Regions from separate parts of the Canis lupus genome. Here region 2 is linked to region 1. Evidence: chromatin contacts called from public Hi-C data. All regions are on one chromosome and are shown on one strand. Each heading gives the region's core, a stretch centred on a gene start, on an enhancer-like site or on the middle of the called end of the contact. The rest is flanking DNA. Distances are from core to core; before and after follow the strand shown.

Region 1 (6,759 bases), core at 1,869-4,368:
TTGATAACACCTTGATTTTATTGAAAAAGTAAAAATTATTTGCCTTTGATAGAAGGCTAGTGCAAGAGCAAATAAGCTTTAAAAATGGGGATGTTACCTGCTTTCCAACATTTTGAGCCTTTTCAACACAGTCTATATATAACACAGATAGAAATGATACAGTTTAAGTGCTGTTATACTGTTGTCATAAACTCCTGTCATAAGCCATTTTTCTGTTTGTTTAATGGATAGAGGCATGTGGGATTTCTACAGATTCACTTGTAAGTGTTGGATTGGGGATTTTTGTGTAAATTTTCTCAAATAAATGCTAGCAGAAACCATTTTAGGTGTATTTTTCTGTTACTCTTGAGTATCTCTTTGAAGTAGCAATAATTCTTCCATATGCTTCAGTTTTAAAGTATGGCAAATTATCCATATAAATTAGAGAAAAGTTATATATAATTTGCTGAGATGAATAAAGTTTATGTGAGCTAATACAGTTTTATTATATTTTATATATAAATATGTAAGCTATATGATGTGTATATAAGCATAATAATAATCAATAACATCTTCAGAAAGGTAAAATAGGGTTCTGTAAGCCAAATATTCTCTGTAGCTTCTCTTGGAAACTGCTATTGGAATGATTCCTAGAGTGTCCTCTCCCATACCCTCCATTCTCAAAATACCCCTCCCAGTTCAGAACCTCTCAGGACTGCTTTTTTGCCCATCACATCTATATAAAACCCAACACAGCCATTTTCTCCTTCCTTTTACTTACATTTGAACATTTTTCATAAAGCTCCTTTCCAAGAGTCAACCTGAAGTGCTTTGCACATTCACAGGCTGGCTGGCTTTTTTTTTTTTTTTTTTTTTAAGATTTTATTTATTTGACAGCACAAGCAGGCAGAGGGAGAGGGAGAAACAGACTCCCCAGCTGAGCAGGGAGCCTGATGTGAGGACTGATCCCAGGATCCTGGGACCATAATCTGAGCAGAAGGCAGATGCTCAACCAACTGAGCCACCTAAGCACCCCTACTAATAGAAGTACTAGATCCAGGTCAAGGGAGACAGCAGTCCCTTTGTATTCCAATCCAGAGCCAAGGTGGAGTGTTTTGCAGAGTGTAGGATATCATACTTTAAAAGGGTCATTGAGGGATCCCTGGGTGGTGCAGCGGTTTGGCGCCTGCCTTTGGCCTAGGGCGCGATCCTGGAGACCCAGGATCGATTCCCACGTCGGGCTCCCGGTGCATGGAGCCTGCTTCTCTCTGCCTGTGTCTCTGCCTCTCTTTCTCTCTCTGTGACTATCATAAATAAATAAAAAAAAATTAAAAAAATAAAATAAAATAAAAGGGTCATTGATGAGCTGTAGAGAGGTCAAAGGAGTGTGAATTCATCTTTCACAACTCCCCTACCCCATTCTACCAATTCTCTTTATCCTCTCCTTGCAATCACTATCCACCTCATTAAAAATCAGGAAGTGAATCTCCTGGACTCATTTATTTACCTCATCAACCACATCCCTACTGATCATAAAGTTCTAAATGTTCCTCAGATGGAGATGCCTGGGTGGCTCAGTTGGTTAAGCATCTGCCTTTGGCTTGGGTCATAATCCCAGAGTCCTGAGATTGAGCCCCAATTCAGGCTCCCTGTTGAGCAGGAGCTTCCTTCTCTCCGCGCCCCCCCCCCCCCCACTCTCATGCTTTCTCTCCCTATCTTTCACTCAGGTAATTAAAATCTCTTAAAAAATAAATGTTTCTCAGATGGATTTCTCAAATATGGACTTCCTTTCCACTCACACTGATAGATAAATACTTCAGTGCCTCTTCTTTTCTTAGAATTTTATTGTCTCTTAACTGGTCTCCCTGCTTCTAGCCTTTGTCCTCCACATTGTTAACAGAGTTCTTAAGAAAATATATCTTTGGTCTTATGTAAAGTGACTGTTGTTTATTGTCTGAGCTGGGCACTTGAGCAAAATAAAGCTCTATTATGCCTGGGGAAAAGGCGTGAATTGGGACTTCCCCAGCAAATTAGGATAGTCACTAATCATATACTCCCCTCCTTAAAAATTTCAATTTATTTTCTATTGTCCACAGGAAAGCCAAACTCAACAATTGAAGCCCTGTCTTCTCTTGCTTCTGCCCTACATACACCCTGGCCTCCAGCCACATGACTTTCTCTTACTCTCAAGACATGCTCTCTGAAAGATGTGGATCCAGATTACTGGGTTTGACTTCCCTTATTAGCTGTGTAACACTGAGCAAGTTACTTAATCTCTCTATCTCAGTTCCCTCGGTAGATTGGGGAAAAATATGAGGATTAAGTGGGATGACTCAAGGAAAGACAACCTTTAACAGTGTTAGGAACAAAACACTCAATAAAACTTAGCTGTTAACTCTGTGATACAGGTCATGTTCCTACAGCTTTACAGATTTTAAAAAAGCTTGGAGATGTAAAGTTGCCCGAGGTCAATAACTGATGGAACATGTTTTTTCACTGTATTACAATTCTCTTAGCGACTTGAGGGTTTAGAGCATCTTCTTGTAGATTTCCCACCTTCAAATATACTGGCACCCCGTGCTCCAAGAATGTTGCAAGAGGTCAGACGGTCAAAGATTTGGACAGATACACGGAAGGAGAATGTTAAATCGGGGAAAAGAGAGTTGACTTAAAATATTTTGGGGAGTTGTATAGAAGAGGGAAGGACCTAGGGTGGTTCTGGGAGCAACGACTGGGCCTACGGGCTGAGATGACAGGAGGCAAGTATTTCCGCTTACTACAGTTATCTTCAGTATCTCCCTAAACAACGAGCACTGTCCAACGTGGAATCACCGCGCTCGAGATAGGCCTGGCGCCGAGATGCGACGGGGCGACCTCCGGACCTCGGAGCCGTTGGATCCTGGCCAGGGATCGGGGGCGGGTCCACAGACCGGTCGGCGACTCCCCGGCCGCCGCCAGAGCCCTTGGGTTCCAGGCCGCCCGCCCGCCCCGACGGCCAGCCAGCGCGGCCCGCCGGCAGGGAGGGAGGGAGGGAGGCGGGGGGGGGGGGGGGGAGCCGGGCCGGGGACTCAGCAAGTGGGCCGGCGGGGGCGGAGGAAAGCCCGCCGGGCCGGAAGCACCCGGAACTGCTTCCGGGTCAGGGGGCAGGAGCCACCATGGAGCCTCGCGGGGTAGCGGGGCGGACGGAGCCGCGGGCCGGCGTCTGAAGGGGGAGAGCAGTAGCGCGGCCAGCGCCGGCCGGCGCCGCTGGGGACACGCAGGCCGGTCCCGCAGCCGCCACCATGTCGGTGCTGGGCGAGTACGAGCGACACTGCGACTCCATCAACTCGGACTTTGGGAGCGAGTCCGGGGGTGGCGGGGACTCGGGCCCCGGGCCCAGCGCCGGTCCCGGGCCGCGAGGCGGCGGCGGCGCGGCGGAGCAGGAGGAGCTGCACTACATCCCCATCCGCGTCCTGGGCCGCGGCGCCTTCGGGGAGGCCACGCTGTACCGCCGCACAGAGGTAGCGGCCCCCGGCTCCGGCCGCCCCAGCCCCTCCTTCGCCGCCCCGCTTTCCAGCCCCGAGGCTGGCGCCTCCCTCGTCCTCACTTAGGTCACTTAGGTTTGCGTGGCCGCAGGGTGTTTGTCTCCGGGTCTTCTCCACTCTTCCAGCTCCCCTGCGCCGGGAGTTTAGATCCCCGGTTTTACTGACTGATGGTTTCTGTCGAACCTGGGGAACTGAGCAAAGCGTTGAACCTTCTCTGAGCCTTAGTTTTCCCATCTGTAAATTGGGGTTAATGATAACCCCCCTAAAAATAATCTTTTATTTTTTTAAGTTTGATTTTGAGAATCGAAGGTACTTTGCAAACTAAAGTGGCATACGAATGTGAAGTGTTGTCAAAACTTCCTTCCCTCGTGTGTACAGCTCTCCGAGGTCGGGGTGGAGAGGAGGGGAATAGCTTCAAAATTCCCACGTTAGTGGCAATTCCACCGTCTTTGCCGCTATCTTTAAATTCAGGTATGAACACCTAGTTGGAGATTTTTTAGAAGATCCTTGGGTTCGTCACTTTCTTCATCTGTGTTTGTGAATGGGAAATACCTTTCTGGCATATTCTAAGCCACTGTTTCTTAACTTGGGTTAGGGGGAGGCAAGGACTCCTTTGAAAACCTAATGTAAAAATAATCCGTCCCTCCCCGCCCCGCTTTGCATATATACACATCCTTTGAAGAGATTCATAGATCACTGACCCCCCAAGTCCAGAACGTATACTGATCTGAAGCCTTGTAGTGCTGACACTACTTCCAAAAACTAACCATCAATTGGACTTTATCACTAAAGTCTTAAACTTGAAGACTGTGGGTGATGAAGATTCACCCATAAATGATCCATTTGCAGTTCTGGGGTGTGTTCCAAGCTAGCATAGTTTTTAAGGCCGAAAGTTGGAGGAGGGGAAGTGGGTGGTTGCAAGAGAAAATTTTCCTGTTCTTTTTTATCTTAGTGCAACATTAATGTACAGTTTTAGGGTTACTGTTGGTATTCTGTTTTTCTTATTTGTACTCATGAGAAGGAGAAGATGAGCATTGCTGTTTCTGTTTTATAATTAAACTAAGACAGTATATTTAAATGACTTGACACTTAGAAGTAAATCTTGGGCTAGAACAGTGTTTCAGGTCTCCTCTCCCATGCCTTTCCATCATGTTGAACTTGATTATTGAGGTTGGTTTATGTAAAATTTGATTATACTTCTCAAAAATGGCAGACCATTGTTCATATTGCCAAATGTTTATGATGTTTGTGAATTTACAAAGGTTTAATTAGAAGCAGCCCTTTCTCTCCAGAAGGTTTTATTTCAGTGGAAAGACAAGTTGGCCATTAGTTTTTTTTTTTTAAAGCATTTAAGTTGAATGTGTATATAAATGAGAAAGGATGCACAAATATCATACCAGTGTAAGTTGTGAAAATGAAGGAATGGTTGCACTGAATAAAGGCACAGTAGAAGGTTTATCAGGATAACCCCTTACCCCCAAGTTTAAAAGTTCTGGCAGAATCATTCTAAAGGATAAGGAGAATGATTTAGGTGGGGATGCTCCAGGGCTGGGAAGCAGTATCAGTAAAGAATTTGGGTGTTGTAAAAGGGAGTGGATATTGGGAGCTGCAGATAAGTTGTCATGGATAGAGGGAAACACATGACACAAAAGTTATAGGAGCTATAGGAGTTGCAACATAGGGCAGGTGAGGGAAGTGAACTCTAAGCCCTTAGGCATCACTTATTCCTATCCAGAAACCATAAACAGAAATCACTAGAGAAATCTAAATTTATAAAATTAGAGATAAGTTTAATATTACCATTTTACAAGGAACTGTAACTAGCTATAGATAACCATGCTCTCCAGCTCTCCATTTCTCCCAATATTCTAGCCCTACTACTGCTTATCATGACTAGCAGGTTGTCATAATGTCCCTCAATAGAATCTTAGAGATCTACCTTTCCTATTTTTACCTGAAATTGACATCATGCAAATTAAGTGTAGCAGCAATGTAACAGCATCTTAGTGCTTTGCGCAATTGTATGAAGAACCTTTAAATTCTGTTCCTGTTTTTTTTAAAGGAAAAAATAAAAGGAGTCAGTCTCTGCCCATCTAGGAAGTTTTCTTTCTAGACTTACAGATCCAGGTGTGGATTCATTCTCTGCCAGGCAAGAGTAAAGCACAATACCTCTATTAATGTGTTGTAGGATGACTCACTGGTTGTGTGGAAGGAAGTTGATTTGATCCGACTGTCAGAGAAGGAACGTCGTGACGCCTTGAATGAGATTGTTATTCTGGCGCTGCTGCAGCATGACAACATTATTGCCTACTACAATCACTTCATGGACAATACCACCCTGCTGATTGAGCTGGAATATTGTAACGGTAAGGTCGAATTCAACGGGCCCTCCTTTGGCAAGACATTCTTGTACCTTGAGGGGGAGAAAAAAATAAAAGGCATATACATTGATTAAAAATTTTAAGTGGATTTCTAGAGTTGAAGGGAAATAACTCAAATAGTTTAAGAGAATAGTTCTTAGAGAATTTTTAAGTGAGTTACAAAATAAGGAAAGGGATTTTCCCCTGCATATTCAAATTCTTGTGCTTATAGTTCCAACTTCAAATTATTTGTTCAGTTGAATTTCACATTCACTTTTCAAGGTTTTTTTCACATGAATTAACTTTAGGCATTAGTGTTAGACATCTAACTAGGCACTAAGAAACATGTGGCATGGCACGGCTTGATGTAATATTAATGAAATCTTATGAGTGTTATTTATTTATTTTAACTCAGCCAAAGTTATCCAACTGAAAAGTGGTTTAAAGTTCATAGCTGAATGAAAATGGCACATGGTAAAGCATGGCCTTAATTTATCTGGTCTCTGATTTCTTTGGACCATTTTGCTTGTAGATAGTATTAGCTCAGTTCTAAGAATATAGACTCTAAACCCATATCACAAGCTCCAGTACTTCTTAACTCTGTAACTTTGCAAGAAACTTTCTCTGCCTCAGCTTCTTCATCTTAGTATGAATTTACTAATAAACAGTATCTGTCTTCTAGGGTTGTTGCATTAGATGAATATGTAAAGCCCCTATCATAGTTCTTGGGATAGTAGTAAATCTTTAATACATACTGTACTAGCTCTTATCCTTATTACATAGGAGAACGCTCAAAGCCCTTTCTTGAGCTACAAGCTAAAAAAAGTCCCAGCATATTCTTCACTTAGATCTCTAAGAAAAAGATCCTAGACTTCTAACTTTTTGTGTTTTTGGCT
Region 2 (7,235 bases), core at 2,258-4,757, 430 kb before region 1:
TATCTGTATCTTTTGAGTCTGTCTGCATTATAGATTTTTTATACCATATTTCAGTTGTTGCACATATCTCAAAATATCATTTACATTTATCAATACTTCTAAGTTAGGTAGTTATTAAATGCCACTAGACTACCTATGGTCACAGTATTCCTCATCTGGTGTGATGAGGCTGGACAACAATTTGGCAGCTCTCCTCTCAATCAATCAATCAGCTGCCAGATGGCACCCATCACAGTGGTGGTCCAGACACTATGATTCTTCCCAATATTCCCCACTTTTAAGTGCTAATCAAAGACTACCCCCACAGGGTCGGGGTGCCCGGGTGGTATAGTTGGTTGAGCATCTGACTCTTGGTTTCCACTAAAGTCATGATCTCAGGATGGTGAGATCAAGCCCAACTCCGAAGAGCACTAATAAAAAATATTCATGAAGTAAAAGAATGATCCTGAAATTAGACTGATGCTCGCAAAAATCAAAAATTTCGTAAAATAGGGAAGAGGCAGCACACAGAAAGCAAAAACTCACAAGAGGATAAAGTGATCAGACGGAATTATCCATTTAATTATCCTGAATAAGACTGACCCAAATATAATGTCAAAGCTCTATTATTTTCTATGACCTAACAGTGATGGAAGCCTTTCCCCAAAGCTATATGAATGCTTCAATAATTTTTTCTAGTTACATTAAATAATGTAACCTTCTACTTTATAATAAGAAATCCACTTTAAATTCAATATTAAAGCTAGTAACAATACTGTCTTAACATTTGTATGGCACTTCATCATTTATAAAGCTTCATACATATCATACATATCATTCTATTTGATCCTAACCATACCCCTACAAAACAGCCTGAGAGGTTTTATCCCCACTTTTCAGGTTACATAGCACACATGTGTACCTAAGGGGATTCACAGAGAAGCTTAAAAACTAATCTTAACTTTAAGTCAGACTCTCTCTTTGTTCCCTGTGTCAAGTAATAATGTTCAAAGAGGCAAAATAGCAGGTGCCTCAAAATCCAGGAAAACCAGGTCTGAATTTCAATCCATCACTCACACTCTCTGAACCCCTGAAAAAGTTCTTTGATCTGTGTGAAGCTGAGCTTACTAAAGTGGGAATAATAACATCCTCCGATTAAATGAGACACATCAGTTAAAGCCCTTACTGTCATCTATGCTAAATGATAAGCTGCACTTATTACCATCATTCATTTTTATTATTATGAGAATCCAGCAATCAAAAAACTAGAAGATCTCAGGAAAGCAATGTGGTCCAATGGCACAGCACAGGTCATAGAATTCTAACGTACTGTCCCACAGTTATTCTGGTACATACTATTTTCTATCATTGTAAGGCGTTTGAGAAAATAACTTATCTCATAGATGTTGGAGACCTCCTTTGCTTTAATATCTACAAATTTAAAAATCTCCTATGTTAGGAGCTCCAGTCAAGAGTTCACAAATAGCAATATCTAGAGCCAAGATTCACTCATGAACCCAGAAACAGAACCTTATCTCATTTCAGATAGCCAATGGTGATCAACTCATAATATCTTGGTTCAGTTTGTGGCTAGAAAATAAAACCAGAGTCAGACTATACCAAGGAAGAATGAGGTAAAAGAAGGTTTAAGTAAAAGAGAGTTATTTTCCACCCTAAAGGCAAAGGGTCAAGGCAGTCTTGCTCTTACTTACTCTTGGCTTACCACCTCCTCATCCTCTGAGGATGATGCTGTTTCCTCCAGGTCCCGGGCCATCACGACTGGCATTTCCTTTAGGGTTTGTCATGCAGTCAGCAGACGGGGGCCTCAGGGACCTTTCCTTGAAGATTCACTGGGTCAAACAATTTAGGTGGCACGGATTCCTGCAAGAAAGCCAAATGATGTGAAACATAATGCCATTTTCTACTTGGTGATTATTGCTATTGATCTTCCATGCAACAAATAAGAGTATTTACCTAAATGGTGTGCAACATCTAGAAGCTTACCTTCTATCACAGTGCCTCTCATATGCCACAAAAATCAAGGCTTTTTTCAAACATACCGTCTGTCCTTCATGTATTTAAAGAGCTGTTATTCAGTTTGAGCTTTTCAATTTTCTCATATATACTAAAACTAACAAAAATTAGCTTTTTAGGAAAGTCTGAGGTAGGTGGGTGACTGCCCAAAAACAGACAGACCCCATGCTGGAAAAACTTGCTTTTTTTTATTTTAAGAATAAAAACTCAAGATATACAATGCTTGAAAATATTTCTTTAGACTCTAGGACAGGCATACAGGTGAAATGCCCTCATACTTCACTAAAACAAATTTAACTACTAAACTATAAGATTAGTATATTCTCCTGAATCAAGGTCATAAATAGCTGAAAACAAAACAAAACTGTCCTTCCAAACACTCTCAAAAATCATTCTCCGCTACTGAAAATCACAAACTATGATTTGACTCCCAAATAGACCTTGAAATTAGGATATTTCCAAGTTAAAATATTTTTTTTGCATCCGTAAAAAATACATGTTCGTTGTGTTTAAGGATGGGATTGAAATTACAGGTAAAGAAAACGAAAACGTTTCGATGCCCATAACCCTGTTACTCCGACATAACCATGTGATGTCTATCTTTGCAGATCTCATTTTTCTATACATTCAAAATATGATAAAGATCGTCTACAAGACCAAAAAAAAAAAAAAAAAAAAAAAAACCTGGCAATCCCGGTAACGATCCCTACAGATCCTCAGCGGAACGGGCAATATCTAACAACTTCAAAGAAGATGTCCTTCCGAGGATTCCCAACGGGATTTCTCGATCTTTCCCAAAGTGTTGGGAAGTCCTTTATTTTTTTTTTTAATTTATTTATGATAGTCACACACACAGAGAGAGAGAGAGAGAGAGAGGCAGAGACACAGGCAGAGGGAGAAGCAGGCTCCATGCACCGGGAGCCCGATGTGGGATTCGATCCCGGGTCTCCAGGATCGCGCCCTGAGCCAAAGGCAGGCACCAAACCGCTGCGCCACCCAGGGAAGTCCTTTAAATTAAAGCACACGAAACCTCCCAGGGAGGAAGGGATGCCAAACCCGTTGCAGGCTGCCAGCCGAGCGGAGAAGACGGCGATCCGAAGAAGATTAAGGACACTCGCCCGAGGAGCGTCCCCGCCCTAAAGGGATCAGCCCCGCGGTCCCACCCCCGGCAGGTCCTCAGATGCTCCCCGCGGGAGGGCAGGGGGGACTCCGCCGCGGCGATTCAGCCCGGCGCGCCCGGAAACCAACAGCTGCTCCCGGACCCCGACAGGGAAGTGCAGCGGCCGGCGCCCGCCCAGACTCGGGAGCTCCCCTCCCTCGCGGAGCGGAGCGCGCCAGCGCAGGCGTTTACCTGGCTCATCTTCCCATGGCTCGGGGCCGGCCGGCCGGCGGGGACCGCGCTCTGCGCCTACCTCCCTCCTCCTTCCCCAGCCGGGCTCCCGGCCGCCGCCGACCGCTGCTTCCCCCGTTACTACAACAACCAACCAGCAACCGCCCGCTCGGAGCCACTGCGCAGGCGCCCGCCACCCCGCGCTTAAAAACGCTCGGCTTTGGGCGCGAAGGAATGTCGTCACTCGGCTTTGGGCGCGAAGGAATGTCGTCACCGCCGCGCCGCGCGGGCGCAGAGCTTTGCTCTCAGCCAAAGTCTCGACTCCTTTTTTTTTTTTTTCTTTTTTCCGCTCTTTCTCCCTCCACCAGCCTCCAGCGCCGGGGTTCTTCGGCCACGCTCAACCGGACGGCCCCGCGGCGCGAGTGGCGGTACCCAGGGTGAAGCTTGGGCATCGGCGACCACTGATTGGCAGTAAGAGGGTTCACGCCCCATCTCCTGCTCGAGCACAACCGGAGCCGCCAATCAGAGCGAGGACTGACGGAAACGACCCAATCCTGGAGCCGGGCTGTGGGCGGGGGCGAGGACAAATGGCTCAGGTGGGCTCCTCGCTCGTTGGACCGCTTTTGGAGCTTGGCTGCTGCCGCCGGGGCTCCCGCTGGTGCTGCCCGCTGCTGTGCTGGGGATCCGGTCACCAGGTACGGACCATGTGGAGGAGAAGAGGGGGGGACGTGTTTGTGTGGCATCTGACGGAAAGGATCCAGGGAGCCTGGAAAAATGGAGGCGAGACCAAGGGTTGGAGAGACCTTGAGACGGGGGAGCTGGGACTGTGAAGATGAAGAAGGGCTTGGTAGGCTGGAGGAACCAATGAGCGGATGGATGAATGAGCGGCTACTCTGAGCCCAGGGCAAGGAACCTTCACCTTCTCACGGAATAACCCTTGAGATGGGTTTTTGTTTTTTGTCTTTGTTTTTGTTTTTTAACTCCATTTTGCAGATTTCTCACGCAGGGTCTCACAGCTGCAAAATGATTGTTGGAAGGGTAGGAACCTCCCTCCTGACTAGTTTTAACACCACACCTTTCCTGGGCCGGGCCAGGACAAAATTGGAGAACAGATGTTGGGTACTCTCGGAGGCTCTAAAGCTTTGGGGCAAATGGGGGTGAGGATTCTGGTAGAGCAGATCGGAAGAGTGCTCAGGCTCTGCCCTCATCAGCCATCTGTTAGGATTTCTAAGTGCTTCCGTAAAATGGGCATAAGTTCTCTCAGAGAAGGGGGCTCTCCATAAGGCGTTTCTGACCCTGGGAGGAGAAAGCCTGAGTCTCCTATTGAGAAATGGTGAGAAAATAAGGATGTGTGTGTGTGGGGGGGGGGTGTCTTGGCCCATGCCATGACCACTTCTGATCTCCAATAAAGCTGTGTTCTCTCTGGACTTCAACAAGATCCATTGTTGTCATCTACCCCTCCCTGAGGGATTCCTGCTTCCTCCTCTAGAGCTCCTTTTTTTGTTTCTCTATTTTGTTTTCTTTTTAGTGCTTCACACTGTCTTATGCCATGGCTGACTTTAATATCGATTTCAGCTGATCATACTGAAACTTGTGCCAGAGTGACAAAGGAAGCCTGATGACTTATCACCACTTCAGGCCCAAGAAGTTAACCTTACAACAGATGAACTGTGGGGAAAGCAAAAAACAACCAAAAAAAAAAAAAAAAACTACAATGAAAATGAGAAGTAGTAGTTCTGTTCTTAAATTCTTTATCCACGAGTTTTATTTAAATCAAGTTGATTGAAATCGTTGCTCCTCAAGGATTCGTGGAAGCTTTTTTTTTTAAACAAAAAATACAGAACGTAATTGGATTTTGTATACAACTTCAAGGCACAAGCGTATATAGTATACTTAGTCTTTGAGAATAGAAACTTCATCAAAATATTCTCAAACAGTGAGGCAGTATTGCAATATAGAATCCAACAAAGCATAATTTGAATCTCAGCTTTGCCACGCATAAGCTGTGTAACTTCAAGCAAATCACTTAATTTCTCCGTGCCAACTCTCATCTGTCAAATGGAAATAGTAATAGTGCCTACCCACCTTGTTTAGGGATTAAATGAGATAATATATACATGGCATATACAAGTGCATGATAACTGTTAGCTGTCATAATCTCTCTCTCTCTTTTTTTTTAAGATTTTATTCATTTATTAATGAGAGACATAGAAAGAGAGAGGCAGAGACACAGGCAGAGGGAGAAGCAGGCTCCATGCAGGGAGCCTGACGTGGCACTCGATCCCGGGTCTCCAGGATCACGCCCCAGGCTGAAGGTGGCGCCAAACCGCTGGGCCACTGGGGCTACCCTGTCATAATCTCTCTTGCAACCCAACACCAACATTACTGTTTCCTTCTCCATTCAATTTTCATGCTTGTTTTCAAGTCACAAAAGTTTAACTTTTATTTTGTTCTAGCTTATGGAGCATGAGTGACCTGAGAACCAGAGTAGAGAACACCTGAGACTGTAAATATTGCCATCACTCCATAGATCCCACTCAAATGTATAAGGCTTTCCTGTGCTTAGAAGGGTCTGTCATCAATAGCTAGACGGATATGTTAGTAGATTTATCATTACCTTGCGCCACTTGCATTATAAGAATGACATAAAAAAACTAGGCTAGGGGTTTAGATATTAAAGGACTGATTCCAGCCAAGAGAAAACAGTTCTGATTTAGGCTACCATTGTGGAGAAGTTGCTTAGACAAAAATAAGTACTGTGCCACCTACTGCAAAGTATACTGTTGATTCACTGCTACTAGTATGAGTAAATATCAAGACCAGTTTCTCTTAGTGTCACACAAATCCATTTTATTACTTTATAGTAATATTTGTACACCTCCTTTTCGTTTGTTTCCTTTTTTCTCCATTATTTTTGTCTGGCTTTACCATTTCCAGCCATTGCGTTATTTAGCCTTTTTTACTCTAGGTACAGGTTAGCACCCTTCGATATAGGGCAAATATCCAAAGGCAGTGAACTAACCCTGTGAAGTAAGAATAGTATGTTAAGATAACTGAGGGTGGATGGGCCTTAGAGACTTGGAAAGGAATTCGCAAAATGATTGCCCAGATAACTTATGAGTGGGACGCAAGTTAACTACCCAAATCAGATAGCTTATGCTTGAAGTAGACTAACTGCTGTCTCCTGTTTTTTGCCTTTGTTCCCAAGGCAAAAAGCTTTCTCGGGTTGGAGGGAAGTCATGAGCCGTTTCTTGAATGTGTTACGAAGCTGGCTGGTTATGGTGTCCATCATAGCCATAGGGAACACGCTGCAGAGCTTCCGAGACCACACCTTTCTCTATGAAAAGCTCTACACTGGCAAGCCGGATCTTGGTAAGAAGTCAGAGAACTGCATCCTGTATGGGAGTGGCCTAATTGTGGTTCCCAGACCAGGCTATCCTTGAGAACTACCTAAGAAATTTAAAAGCAAACATCACAGGTACCTATTTTCTCCTCCAAACTTATTTCCTGAAATTTCTACACCAAGTGGGGCCCCAAGTCTATTTTTTCGTAACCTCCCAGGTGATTCTGCTGCTGGCTAACTCGGAAAGCCACTGGAATAATAGACTTTCTGGATAGCACTTGGCCCTTTTTCCCCCAAGCTTGTCTGAATACATTTTCATCCATGTTATACTGTCCTTTACATTTCACAGACAATACAAATGTATTACAAGGATAAGTGAGAAGATAGAGTTATTTGGTGACTCTGGGATGCCCCACTAGAAAGCGACAAAAAAGCTTTTCATATGATCTCAGCCCTCTTCAGAAGCAAGGCTGTGCCATGGTTTATTCCATGCTGCAGATAGGGAGTTACCAATCCAAGCTCTTCCCAAACACTGAAGAGTCCCTGAGA

The links. A called contact is a pair of places that touch in the nucleus more often than the background predicts.
Region 2: a contact with region 1 is called in a Hi-C map of blood, with 4 times the contacts expected there. The contact joins the promoter of TTLL5 here to the promoter of NEK9 in region 1. A contact is called at or near these places in 4 of 9 Hi-C or Micro-C datasets (amygdala, blood and skin fibroblasts).

Annotation. Positions count from the first base shown.
Region 1 is chr8:48,533,269-48,540,027 of UU_Cfam_GSD_1.0, reverse strand. It overlaps NEK9 (serine/threonine-protein kinase Nek9), which reads left to right and starts at 3,118. Exons shown (of 22, transcript XM_038545297.1): 1 at 3,118-3,479; 2 at 5,692-5,869. The coding sequence starts at 3,261. It overlaps TMED10 (transmembrane emp24 domain-containing protein 10), which reads left to right. Exons shown (of 5, transcript XM_038545301.1): 5 at 1-320.
Region 2 is chr8:48,962,744-48,969,978 of UU_Cfam_GSD_1.0, reverse strand. TTLL5 (tubulin polyglutamylase TTLL5) reads right to left here and starts at 3,507. Exons shown (of 34, transcript XR_005363557.1): 1 at 3,365-3,507; 2 at 1,692-1,860. ERG28 (ergosterol biosynthetic protein 28 homolog) reads left to right here and starts at 3,883. Exons shown (of 5, transcript XM_038545339.1): 1 at 3,883-4,038; 2 at 6,552-6,715. The coding sequence starts at 6,583.